Regions from separate parts of the Sus scrofa genome. Here region 2 is linked to region 1. A link is a contact called in public HiChIP or PLAC-seq data. All regions are on one chromosome and are shown on one strand. The core of a region is the stretch at or near the end of the contact, and the rest is flanking DNA. Distances in the headings are between cores, read along the strand shown.

The links. HiChIP or PLAC-seq counts read pairs in DNA pulled down with a chosen protein or histone mark.
Region 2: an H3K27ac HiChIP or PLAC-seq map of skeletal muscle shows a contact between it and region 1, with 13 times the contacts expected there. The contact joins two enhancer-like sites. A contact is called at or near these places in 6 of 47 Hi-C or Micro-C datasets (adipocytes, embryonic fibroblasts, fibroblasts and 2 more) and 1 of 2 datasets of contacts at active chromatin or transcription factors (skeletal muscle).

Annotation. Positions count from the first base shown.
Region 1 is chr8:40,641,067-40,647,843 of Sscrofa11.1, forward strand. No RefSeq gene overlaps it. Among named protein-coding and RNA genes, the nearest start is that of LNX1, 170 kb to the left of the region's middle. Within about 2 kb of position 3,700, at least 15 of the 83 cell types and tissues checked have an H3K27ac peak or open chromatin away from gene starts, as enhancers often do.
Region 2 is chr8:40,958,613-40,965,364 of Sscrofa11.1, forward strand. It overlaps the pseudogene LOC100739256. Among named protein-coding and RNA genes, the nearest start is that of PDGFRA, 4.6 kb to the right of the region's middle. Within about 2 kb of position 4,784, at least 16 of the 83 cell types and tissues checked have an H3K27ac peak or open chromatin away from gene starts, as enhancers often do.

The sequences.
Region 1 (6,777 bases), core at 2,450-4,949:
TGTGTACTAATTTTGTATACTGAAACTTTACCAAATTCATTGATTATCTCTAGTAGTTTTCAGGTACCATCTTTTCGGTTTTCTATGTATAGTATCATGTCATCTGCAAAGAGTAACAGATTTACATATTCTTTCCCAATTTGGGTTCCTTTTATTTCTTTTTCTTCTCTGATTGCTGTGGCTAGGACTTCCAGATCTATATTGATTAAAAGTGGTGAGGGCAGACATCTCTGTCTTGTTCATGATTCTTAGAGGAAAATGCTTTCAGCTTTTTACCATTGAGTATAATTTTAGCTGTGGATTTGCTATATATGGCCTTTATTGTGTTGAGGTAGAATCCCTCTATGCCCACTTTCTAGAGAGTTTTTTATCACAAATGGATGTTCAATTTTATCAAAAGCTTTTTCTGCATCTATTGCAATGGTCATATGGTTTTATTCTTCAATTTGCTAATGTGATGTATCACACTGATTGATTTGTGGATACTGAATCCTTACATCCCTGGGATAAATCCTACTTGATCAAGGTGTATGATCTCCTTAATGTATTGCTGGAGTCAGTTTGCTAGCATTTTGTTGAAGTTTTTTGCATTTATGCTTATCAGTGATATTGGTCTGTAATATTTGTAAACAGTGTGACCAAGAAGGGATTAATCTCCAAAATATACAAATAGCTCATATAGCTCAATATCAAAAAAAAACCCCACAAATAACCCAATCAAAAAAAGAAATGGGCAGATCAAAATAGAGCTTTCTCCAAAAAAGGCATACAGATGGCCAAAAGGCACATGAAAAGAAGCTCAATGTTACTAAGTATTAGAGAAAAGCAAACCAAAACTACAATGAGGCATTACCTCACCTTGGTCAAAATGGCTCTCATCAAAAAGTCTTCAAAATGCTGGAGAGGGTGTAGAGAAAAGGGAACCCTCTTACACTGTTGGTGGGAATGTAACCTGGTACAACAACTACAGAGAACAGTATGGAGGAGTCTTAAAAACTGAAATATAGAGTTACCGTATGATCCTACAATCCTACTCTTGGGCATATAGCCAGAGAAAACCATAATTTAAAAAGATACATGTACCTCAATGTTAATAGCAGCACTATTTACAATAGCCAAGACATGGAAGCAATCTAAGTGTCCACTGACAGATGAATAAATAAAGATGTGGTACATATATACAATGGAATACTATTCGGCCATAAAAAAGAATGAAATAATGCCATTTGCTGCAATCTGAGTGGACCTAGAAATTATCATACTAAGTGAAGAAAGTCAGAAAAAGACAAAGATCATATGTTATCACTTATCACCAAAATCTTTAAAATGCTACAAATGGAATCTTAAAGAAATGATACAAATGAACTTATTTACAAAAGAGAAATAGACTCGCAGACACGGAAAACAAATTTGTGATTACCAAGGGAATAGAGGAAGGGATAAATTAGGAGTTTGGGATTAACATATACACTCTACTACATATAAAACAGATAAACAAGGAGTCACTATATAGCACAGGGAACTACACTGACTATCTTGTAATAACCTATAATGGAAGAGAATATAAATATAAATATATTTTTATAAATATAAAACAATCATTTGGCTATATACTTGAAACCAGCACAACATTGTAAATCAACTATATTTCAATAAAAAAATAAGAAAAGAGTACACACCCAGGTGAGTAGGAGAAGATATGTGCGCATGCTCACATATATGCTTATTCATGTGGTCACATTCCAAAATCTGTTGGATGGTTTAGGATTGCCTACCCCTGTGCAGTATTTACTCCTCATCTCCACCTTGTTAGCACAGATAAATTTTTTTTTTGCTTTTTAGGGCCACATCTGTAGCATATGGAGGTTCCCAGGCTAGGGGTCGAATCAGAGCTACAGCTGTCTGCCTATGCCACAGTCACTACCATGCAGGATCTGAGCCATGTCTGCAACCTACACCACAACTCACAGCAATGCCAGATTCTTAACCCACTAAGCAAGACCAGGAATTGAACCTACATCCTCATGGATGCTAGTAGGATTCATTTCTACTGATTCGCATAGGAACACCAGCACAGATCACTTAGAGTGGGTTAGATGCCTAGAAAGAATATCTGTGGGGAAATGGGACAAAATTGGCCCATGGCAGAGGCTGGAAGAAAGACATTCCAGCAGCCCCGTCCTGAGGACCTGTAAGCCCAGAGCTCTCCTGCTGACACTGCCACCTCCAGCTCCCCATTCTGTGCATCTGACGAGGCTAACTTGGCTCTACCTCCCTCTTTCTTACTCCTCTGCAGAAACAGGAATTGTGCAGCAATTGAATTAAGAAGTCAAGCTATTTTTAGGCTTGTTCAATAACTCTCCTCTCTCATGAAATAAAGTCCAGCCTCTTTAAAAATATTCCACAAGGCTCAGCAAGCTCCAACTCCTGTGCTCACTCACATTTCAAAATTTCCTGCCTCACATATTCAAATTTAGTCATTTGCTACTTTCTTGCAATTCCTCCAATTTACTCTAAGATCCCCTCTATTTACAACTCTCTGGCACATTCCCTTCCCTCACCAAATTTCCCTGACCAGGGACCCTGACCCCAGCCCTAGGCTTAGCTCCTTCCCCCTCATCTCTTATGTCACAGTCTAGACATCACTTCTTCCAAGAAGCCTTCCCCGACCCTTCCACAAAGCTGGGTTGGCTGACCCTTCTCTGGCCTCCCTTAGCAAATAGACTACCCATCTCACAGCGTTCCCTACACTTCCCTGTGACTGAGTCTCTGTATTGATCCATTTCCCCCACCACCACCACCAACCCCCCCATGGGGCTATAAACTCCACGGGGGCTGAAGCTCTCTGCATTGCTCTGCACCATATCCCCAGGGTTGTCTTAGAGCCTTCCCAGGGCAGTTGCTCAGAAAATACCTGGTGAATGAAAGGATTCGCCACTGGATCAATCTCAGCCTTGTCGCAAAGTGCAGCGGTAAGATTCCATTGCCAGATTCCCAAATCACAAATTCTCCTTCCTGAATCTCTCAGATGAATGGCATAATACAATTCAGAGACCAGCTCTCTGAAGTTATCTTCCTCAAACATTTAGGAAGTATGGGTCAGGAGTTCCCGTTGTAGCTCAGCAGGTTAAGAACCCAACTAGTTAGTAGGTTCTATTCCTGGCATTGCTCAATGGGTTTAAAGATGTGGCATTGCTGCGAGCTACGGTATAGGCTGCAAACGAGGATCGGATCTGGCGTTGCTGTGGTTGTAGCATAGACAGGCAGATGCAGCTCTGATTTGACCCCTAGCCTGGGAACTTCCATGTGTCACAGGTGTGGCCCTAAAAAGAGGGAAAAAAAATTTTTAAATAGAAGGGGTGGAGGGCTCCCTCTCACCAACAAAAATCAAGTACAACCTCATATTGCCGGCCCTTCTATAGTTGAGTCAGCCAGTTGGGATTATGCTTTCTCCTATCAGACTTCCTAAATAGATCATGAGATTCAAAACTGTTTAATGGGGCCTATACTCAGCCTTCCGAGAAAACCTGCTTCCCGTTTTCATGACAAAGCTTATGTGCTCCACGGCCCTGAGCATCTGCTTATATTTTTTTTGTCTCGTGGCGTAATAAAAGACAGACACACAGAGTCACACACAGGCTCAACAACACCGTTATTCTTCACTGTTCTTATGCAAACTGAACTGCCAAATTCATATTCTAATAGGATGACAAGAAACTATTTCCCTAACGCAATCATGAATCAGGCTGTGTCAGACAGGACTGTTCCCCGCAACGCCCTTCCTGGTTGGAAAGCAAAACGTGTAAGCTGGATGGTTTCAGAGAAACAAATTGCTTCTGGCTGCAGAATGAGATGACTGTAGAGCTGACCAAGAAAAACATAAAAACACACAAAAACACTCCTATTACTTCAAATTAGGACGCCTACATTCCTGGGGCCAGATAGCAAAACTATTTTACCCCCTTAAGACATGATGCTAGAGTTAGTCAGACATTTCCAGGATTTGCGCTCCATGGAAAAATTGGTTGACCCCATTTGCTGAAAACTGTTCTAAGAGGGGTTTGAGGGGTTTGTTGTAAGCATATCCACTGAAGAATAAAGCTTCTGAATGCCATTAAGGGGAGGTTCTCTCCACAATCCTGGCCACCACTTCAATGACTGGAATTGTACAAAGAATTTTAAGGCTGTGGGGGGTGGCTCAGAAAGGGGATCGTAAAATGTCTCTCCACCCAATGGCTAGAGTGGGATCCATGACCATATGCTTTGCCTCTTTCAATTCTCTGGGGTGTCCAAACTGGCAAGGTAATCCACTTTTTCCATACTATTGACTGCCCAGAGTCAAAGCTCATTCTTTGCTCTCTCTACCACTGATGTGTAACACAAATTAAGGGGTGTCAAAAAATGTAGTGGGTAACTTGAAGGAAACGCTGGCAGCTGCTGAAAGAGATAAACCCGAAAAGGTCTTCAACTTAATACAACAGAAGTTTGTAAAGGCCAGCGGGTAGGGGTGGGTGATAGGGAGGCTCCATGCAGTCATTCAGGGACCCAGGTTGATGGAGGCTCTACCATCAATATGTCTTCCAAAGTCCCCCTAGGCATTGACCTCCAATCAGCTTACAGATGAAGAGAGAAGATGGAAGACCACGTGAGGTTTCTACGGGCCAGAACTAGAAGTGGCATAAAGCACTAATACCCACAGAACTTGGGCACTTAGCCTCGTGTAACTACACAGAAAGCTGGACAAGGGATCTTTCCAGCTGTGGGCTCAGGAAGTGGAGGAAACTCATGGTTTGGTGAACACAAACCATTCTCTGCCACTGTCCAACATTTAAGTCACCAAATATCCATCTCACTTTTCCTCTCACATCAACAACAAATAGTTTTCCTCCACATTGAGACAACCCAAAGCCCCATCAAATCACTGCAATGTCCAGGACCTCCAGAGGATGCAGACTCCTCTCTGTTGTCTAGCAATCACATCCAGGTGTGATCCAACCCCCTGGGATCAAAATATCTCACACATGCTCACATAAAACTACACAGTGGGGAGTAGAGACAGAGTAACCACAATGAAAACTTCTCCTCACAAAAAAAATCATGAGGAATACACAGCATAAATATGCCATAGTAATGATGAAATTTCACTGGACAGATATATAAAAATCTCTGTTCTGAAGACAGAATAGTTATCTTGATTAGACCCTGATTTTCCTCCCTATGAGCATATTAGACAGAGGTCTATTATTCTCCATAATTCATGGCTCCATCCTCTGGGACATTCTTCCATGTTCGTCATGACCTCATTGGCTGTATCTGAAGTGAGCATTAGAAAAAATGCCCTTTAAGGAATTTCCCAGCCATGAAAACTTGTCCCTGCATGTACAAATTGTAGGGCCCAAATACTGTTATTATTTATTTATTCATCTTTTTAGGGCTGGACCCATGCCATATGGAAGTTCCCAGGCTAGATGTCAAATCAGAGCTGTAGCTGCCAGCCTACACCACAACAACAGCAACGCCAGATCCAAGCCACGTCTGTGACCTATACCACAGCTCACAGCAATGCCAGATCCTTAACCCACCGAGCAAGGCCAGGGATTGAACCCATGTCCTCATGGATCCTGGTTGGGTTCATTACAGCTGAAACACAACAGGAATTCCCCAAATATTATTTTTAAAATGGGGAAAGGAAAGGCTTTTCTCAAGTAGGAAAAATGCTTTTTCAGTCCAGTTTCATGGTTCTTTATTGATATTTCTTTGGTAATAAAATTTCCTTAAAAATACAGTATGTTTCTTATCTGTCTGCTTCCTGTCAACTTCAAGTGTCAGTTCTGAGATATAATTCTAAAGCCTGATACATTTCTTTGTTCTCTTGCCCTCATGATTCTCTCTTGACTTAATGGCAACCAACTTCAGGCCATCTGGCTTATATAGAAAACCCATATAATGTGATCTTTGCTATAAACCTGCAACCATAACAAGCCATTGTTGTTTAAAAGACTTCTCCGTCTTATTTCCTACTATTTGGGGTTGTGAAACAGATGGCCTTTTAAACCTTTCAGTACCCAAATATCTAGACTCCTTATATCCCTTTTTATTTATTCTTTCAAATCATCAAATCTTTGTCCAAACTCATCTCTTTCTTCTAATAATACATCCAGCCACAAACAGCACACACTATTAACATTCTATCTTCCAAAATTTTCCCATGAAGTTATAGAATCTGTCTTCCTGCCACATGAGCTCAAGTACAGCTTTGATAAATGTGTTTGCCACTGCAAGATTTGAGTCACTATATTCCAACCTACAATATCACTGCCTGCCATCTGACTACTAAAACAATGTCACTTGATTTAATTAGAATATTTAGTCCTCTTATATTTAGTGCAGTTAATGATATACTAGAGTTTTTATTGACCATCCTACCATTTATTTTATATGTAACCCATATTTCTTTTTCTCTCTTTTCCTGACTTTTTTTTTGATGAATCATATCTTTCATTACTCCTTCTCTTATGCACATTTTACTACTCATTTAATGTTAAAATATATTTCCTATACTATGAACAATTATATGCCAACAAATTTGACAACCTAGAAGAAATAGACGGCTTTCTAGAGACTTAGAGCCCACAAAACTGAATCAAGAAGAAATAGATCAACTGAACAGACCCATCACTAGAAATGAAATTGAATATATAATAAAAACACTCCCTACAAACGAAAGTCCAGGCCCAGATGGCTTCACAAGTGAATTCTACCAAACATATGAAGAGG
Region 2 (6,752 bases), core at 3,534-6,033, 320 kb after region 1:
AGAAAAAATTCAAAAGAGACTTAACAAGATAGAATTTTAGGAGTTCCCGTTGTGGCGCAGTGGTTAACGAATCCGACTAGGAACCATGAGGTTGCGGGTTCTATCCCTGGCTTTGCTCAGTGGGTTAAGGATCCGGCGTTGCCGTGAGCTGTGGTGTAGGTTGCAGACGCGGCTTGGATCCCACGTTGCTGTGGCTCTGGTGTAGGCCGGTGGCTATGGCTCCGATTAGACCCCTAGCCTGGGAATCTCCATATGCCGAGGAAGCAGCCCTAGAAAAGGCAAAAAGACAAAAAAAAAAAAAAAAAAAAGAATTTTATGTCTCCTATATTTTCAGGGAGACAGTAAGGAGTTTGGTTGTTTAGAGCTTCACTGGTCAGAGGCCTTCTGTTTCACTGCATCGCAGTGTACAGTTTCCATTTTCAAGGTTGCCTCACAGTCTAAGATGGATGCCGAAGCTCCAGTCACACACCTGCCCTCCATTCCAGCAAAAAGACCAGATTGAGAAGGATAGGCCATTTAGCATGAAGGACACTTCCTGGCAGTTGCATCCACACCTTCTGCTTACAGTCCATTGGCCAGAACTTATCTTCATGACCACATCTAGCTGCAAGAAAGACAGTGGAAGGAAGATTTTTTTTTTTCCCCAGGGAAAAAAAAAAACCAAGAATCAAACAGAGGCTCAGTTACTGAGTAGGAAGGGAGAATGATTACTGGAGGACAATGTGCAATCTTTGTCACTGAAATCATAACATTTTTTTCCCCTAAAAGTGAGCCCTGTCTTAATTTCTCCAATGCATGCCAAAGACTGGAGGTGGGGATACACAGCTAGTACAAAGTATCCTTAGGACAAGGATCAGGCTTCAGCCTTGCTTGAGTCTTTGGGTGATCCAAAATCCAAATGTGGACACAAATTTATATTTAAGAGTATGAATGAGGAAAAAATAATTGGATACTGCCAGTGATATAATAATTAAGGCTCTCATGTTTTCATAGAATGTTTATATGACTCGTAAATAGAAAATCAGCAGATGTCTGGCCATAAATTTTAATGTTGAACTTAGATGGTAAGTGCTCTTTAAATTCAACCAGAGCCCACTGTATGGATTCAGAGACAGTAACAGAATATTCAGGGAGTGCCCATCGTGGCATAGTGGAATCGAATCTGACTAGGAACCATGAGGTTGTGGGTTCGATCCATGGCCTCGCCCATTGGGTTAAGGATCCGGTGTTGCCATGAGCTGTGGTGTAGATCGCAGACACGGCGGCTCAGATCTGGCATTGCTGTGTCTGTGGTGTAGGCTGGCAGCAACAGCTCTGATTAGACCTCTAGCCTGGGAACCTCCATATGCCATGGGTGAGGCTCTAAAAAGACAAAATAAATAAATAAATAAAAATTTTTAAAAAGACAATAAATAACAGAATATTCAGGAGATAAGTATTCTTATCTGTTTCTCAAGGGTCTTCTCTGCCCACTGGAAAATGCTGGAGTTACTCAAGGTTCTGTTCTGGATTTTCTTCTCGTTTTTTTCCTGAGTTTATCATGGTTAAGTTCATTTTCCTTCTCAAATTTGTGTTCCTTTTGTCCCCAAACTTAGTCAAGAGCACCAGCCAGGGCCTAAGCCCAGGACTCCACTCTTCCTTATAGCTCTCATTCAACTTCTCTCTCTCTCTCTCTCTCTCTGGTTCACTTTCTCCAAACTGTCTGCCCTCAGCCCCTGGGGCCAGGGATGTACCCGCTCTTGCAGATCCAAGAGGCAGCCTCCCTGCCTCCCGGCATCATCCAGGCTAATCTTGCCTAAAATTCAACTCTGCTCCAGCCCTGCTTCTCCTTGCTTTGATTCTAGCACCTCCAGAGAACTAAGTCCAGACTTTTTTTTTTTTTTTTTGGTCTTTTTAGGGAATATGGAAGTTCTCAAGCTAGGGGTCGAATCAAAGCGGCAGCTGCCAGCCTACGCCACAGCCATATAAATGCCAGATCCAAGCCGCATCTGTGACCTACACCTATCCAACTCTTGGCAATGCCGGATCCTTAACCCACTGAGTGAGGTCACAGATGGAACCCTCATCCTCATGGATACTAGTTGGAATACTAGTTATTGCTGAGCCACAGTGGGAATTCCCTAAATCCAGACTCTTAGCATGGCCAGGCAGGGCAGCAGATCTGGCCTCCTTCTTGCTTCTCCCTGTCTGGAACTTTCCTCGTTTCAGTCCCTGCAAACTCCTTTCACTGCTGAAGACTCGTTTTCTCTCATAGCCAAACCTGTGCACAGGAGATTCTTCCTGAACTAGATCTTTATTCCCCTCAGGTTCACAGAGAAGGCGTCCGCCTTAAGAAGGCCTTAAGGGGAGTTCCCGTTGTGGCTCAGTGAAGATGCAGGTTCGATCCCTGGCCTCGCTCAGTGGGTTAAGGATCTGGCGTTGCCCTGAGCTGTGGTGTAGGTCACAGACATGGCTCAGATCCTGTGTTGCTGTGACTGTGGTGTAGGCTGGCAGCTATAGCTCCGATTGGACCCCTAGCCTGGGAATCTCCATTTGCCACGGGTGCAGCTCTAAAAAAGCAAAACAACACCAAAACTAAACCAAGTACATCCTCTTAAAGTCCTGCAATCCAGTGTACAACCCCACAAGGGTTCTCTGAGGCCGAGGCCTCAGCTTCTCTTCTTCCTGGCATCCTTACAAACTCTCTGGTTGATCTGTAAGGTGTGTCTTCTTATTTCAGTCACTTTGTCTCGTCCTTCCTGGCTCGCCCCATCTTCCTGCCTATGGCCCATTTTTTTGAGAGGGTCTGAGACATTGGGGGGAATAACTAGGAACCAAGATGCCCCTGCCTCACCCTGAATTGAGAAAATGAGCTAGAAAACTGGACTGGCTCTTCCCTAGTCATTGGGGCCAAACCAAGGGAAGCAAGGAAATGGGAATGTGTGTGACCGTGACTATGCCTCTGGAAAAGCCTGAAGAAAGAAGAGAAAGATGAAATTTTTCTAGTCCTTCTTGGGCTTCTTATACCTCACCACATTTAAGCTTCACAACAGTCTGGGGATGCAATGCAGACATTATGCCCATTCATACAGATGAGAAGACTGAGGCTCAAAGACATGTCATGTCTTGACTGGGCCACACTGTAACTGGAACCAGGACATGGTTAGGCAGATTCTGGCACTGCTGTAGGCAAATTGCTTAACCCTTCGGACTTTATTTGGTCCTCCGTTAAATGGGGGTAATTACGCACAACCCACAGGGTTGTCTTGGGGATTAAATAAAATAATACTGTGATTAATTAATGTGGCTCACATGCAAACTGATGTACTATAATTAATGTAGTTGTGGAACCGTGGTTCCACTGGTTTTCCATTTCACAACTTTTCTGCCGAATTTTTTTTTTTTTTAAATCACTGGGCCTTGCTGTACTCCTGAGACTTCCCGAGGACAAGGTCCTTTCTTCAGTCAAGCTGACCTAAACAGAGCCAGCCCTCCCGCCCCTCCCAAGCCACAGCTGTGTGTTGGAAAGCTGGATGCTGAGGCCCCTAATAAAGAGCAGACCTCCCAACCTCCTCCTTCCCTCCCCCTCCCCTTGCTCCCCTCATGTGGTTTTCAAATTAAAAGTAACTAAAAGCTAAGACCTAAGAGAGAGAGAGAGAGAGAGAGAGAGAGAGAGGGGTGGGAGACACAAAAGCATCCCTAGATTGAGGAAGTGGGGCCCTCTCCTAGGAAAGAGTATCCAAAAAAATCCAGATCCAGCGGGGGTCCAGTGCGACCTCATCTTTCCCAGCTCTGAGCAGGAGGCCCCCTGTGGGCTGGGCTGGGCTGGGCTGGAAACACAGCTCACTGTCTGTGGTCCCCAGGCCGGTAAGCAGGCTGAGATGTGAAGGACCCTAGGAGAGGGCGCCTCTGGTCTCCAGCCAAGGGGGAACTGCTTCCTCTTCTCTCTGGAGCCAACTCTCTGGAGAAAGAGCCTGGAGGAGCCCAACTGCACCCTGAGCTGGCCAGCAACCTGTGGAAGAGGAGGGGTGCCCCGGGTCCTGGAGAGAACCGTCACCCCAAGGTACACAGGCTAGTTTGGGACCCTTTCGGAGAACTGTTTCCTCTCCTTTTTCTTTCTTTCTTTCTTTCTTTTTTTTTTTTTTCTTTTTAGGGCCGCACCCTTCAGCATATGAAGGTTCCTGGGCTAGGGGTCAAACTAGAGCTACAGCTGCCGGCCTACACCACAGCAGGGATCGAACCCACAACCTCATGGTTCCTAGTCCAATGTGTCTCCACTGAGCCAGGACGGGAACTCCCTCCCTCCTTTTTCTAAGACTGGGGCCCCTCTGCTTTCTGAGTGTGCTGGAGGCTCGGAGCAAGCTTCCAAACCTCAGCTGGGACAGACCCAAGGCAAGGGCGGGGTCCACGCCGGCCTCCCCGCAGGGACCCCACATCTGTGCGCCACATCCACAAGCCTCCTCCGAGCCTTCCCTATGAAAGGCCCTTTGCTGGGCCCAGGGAGGCGTCCCTTTCAGGCTCAGTCGAGAATTGAAGGGGAGTGGGAAAGGGGACACTTAGCGCTCTCTTCCCCCCCCCCCGGCCCCCCAACCACCAAATGGCCCTTCATTTTCAGTTTAGGGAGCTAGAAACGTAGCCCCACCCCATCAACTTCATTTGAAAAAAAACCATCGCAAGTTGGTTTAAATGTGACTTTGGCAACTAACGGCTTTGGCAACGGCTGCAATCCTAGGTCTTCTCAAGCCCAAGGACCTTCTGAATTCTCCAAGGAAAGAAGAATTGGGGGGTGGAGCTGGAGCGCAGGGGAGGAGTAGGGGAGAAACAAAAAGCCAACTCCGCTGGAAACGCCCCCGGAGGCCGAAGGTGTGGTGCCGCCAGGAGCTGCAGCTACGATCACCCAGGAGTGGGGTGGGGGCCGAAAACGGGGGCCCCGGGAGGCAGGGGAGGGGGGTATTTTGTTGTTGTTGTTGTTTTTAGTGACCGTTTTGATTTGGTTGTAAAAAAACTTTGCGGGGCTCTCTGGCTCTACTACATCTCTTTACACCCTTGTCCCCAATTTCCTTGTCGCCCGTGGGCCTAGATGCGCAAGACAACGCCAGAGCCACTGCGCTCCCCAAAGGTGCGCGCCGGACTCAGCTCTCCAGTTGGGCCTCCGTCCCAGAGGATCGAAGCCGCCTCGACTCCCGGTTTGGGGAGAAAACCCTCATTCTTAACCCCGTGATGATCCCTTCACGGAAAAACACAACAATTTGAAAATCAAAATCAGGGTACAGGCTGACACCTAGGTCCAGCTGCCCAGGCCGGCGAAGGTTACTCTTCGGGGCGCACAGGGTGGCCTGGTCCCCAGAGATGCACCGGGCAGAAGCCAACGAGACCCCTCAGTCCGCCTCGGCCAGGAGGCGCTTCTTGCGGCTCCAGGACCACCCAGGATCCCGGGCGTCGGGGGAGCAATCTGGAAGGATCTTAGAACAACACCAGGAGATCGAAACTCTGCTCGCCCCACCTCCCCGCGACGCCCAGGGCGGACTGTTGCGAGCAGACCAAACCTCTCCAAGCTTCGGCCGGGCGGCGGAGGGCGGACAGCAGGATTCAAACCCGCCTATGAGTAGTGGGAGTGGCGGGTGGGCAGGACTCGTTTTAAGGAACAGACCGCCTCTTTTCCAGGGCCTGCGGCCCCGAGGTTGCTTCTGACCACTGGGTTTATTTTGCTTTTGCAGGCGAGGCAGCTGTTGACCTCTCTCCATCTTTGCTCGGGCCAGACTCTGCGAAATCTTCCCCCAACCATTTGCTTCCCTGCGCCACCCCCCACCGGTGCTCAGTTCCCGGGAGTCTACTCCCCAGGCCTTTAAACCTTCTGGAATGTCACACATGGAAACCTTTAGCAAATGTTTGTTAATGATCATAACAAAGGCATCATTCAAATTAGGCAGGTAATTACTACCAGAAGGACAACTGGGTGCTCACTTGCTCATCCATTCTCTCTGCTTTTAAACTCGGAGGAATTACGGCCGAACCCCCCCCCCCCCGCTTTCCCCCAGCGCCCAGTCCGCTATCCGAGCCCCTTTAAGCGACTCTGAAATGAACTGTGAAGTTACCATTTGCGGGCGCGGAGCGCTGGGGCCCTGCGTTCAGGAGACCCCGGCGTGACCGGGCTGGCAGTTTAGCAGCGGCAAAGCAGGCCTTCCTGGGTAGGCTCGCCTCGCCTTCTACCCTTTTGGGCACTTGGTATAAAAACTTAGATCTCAGCCTGACTTTATTAATAGCTTAAAGTCGGCAGCCGCTTTTCCCATATTATTCCGCAATCGGATTTGGGGGGGGGGGCTTTAGTCCCCCGTTCGTTATCTACAAACATTACGGTATCCTGTTAGCATTCCGAACAAGGGGCTGTTCATACATTCGCCTTCAATGATTTCCTGAAGGAACATGTGGAAGTAATAGTGAGCAGCGCAGTCACCCGGACTGAAGATGCACGAGAGGCGGTTGAGCAGAAGGGCTGGGGGTATGAGGCCCCAAGCCCAGCCTCATGCCGTCTTCCCGAGCCTGACCCCCCCAGGAACCGGTCCCAGTTCAACACAGCACCCCTTACAGTACTTTTCTGTGACCATTCCCGAAGGCTGCTATTCACCCTCCTGATGAGGGAGGTGATGGCTGTCTCACGTCCCAGTCTGAACCAGGCTGCCCTAGCCATTCTCAGAAGCGGGGGTGGGTGGAAGAGGGAGATCAGGGGAGTAGAGATAAAGGATGAGTCCCTTTACCCAACAAGAAAATTCAAA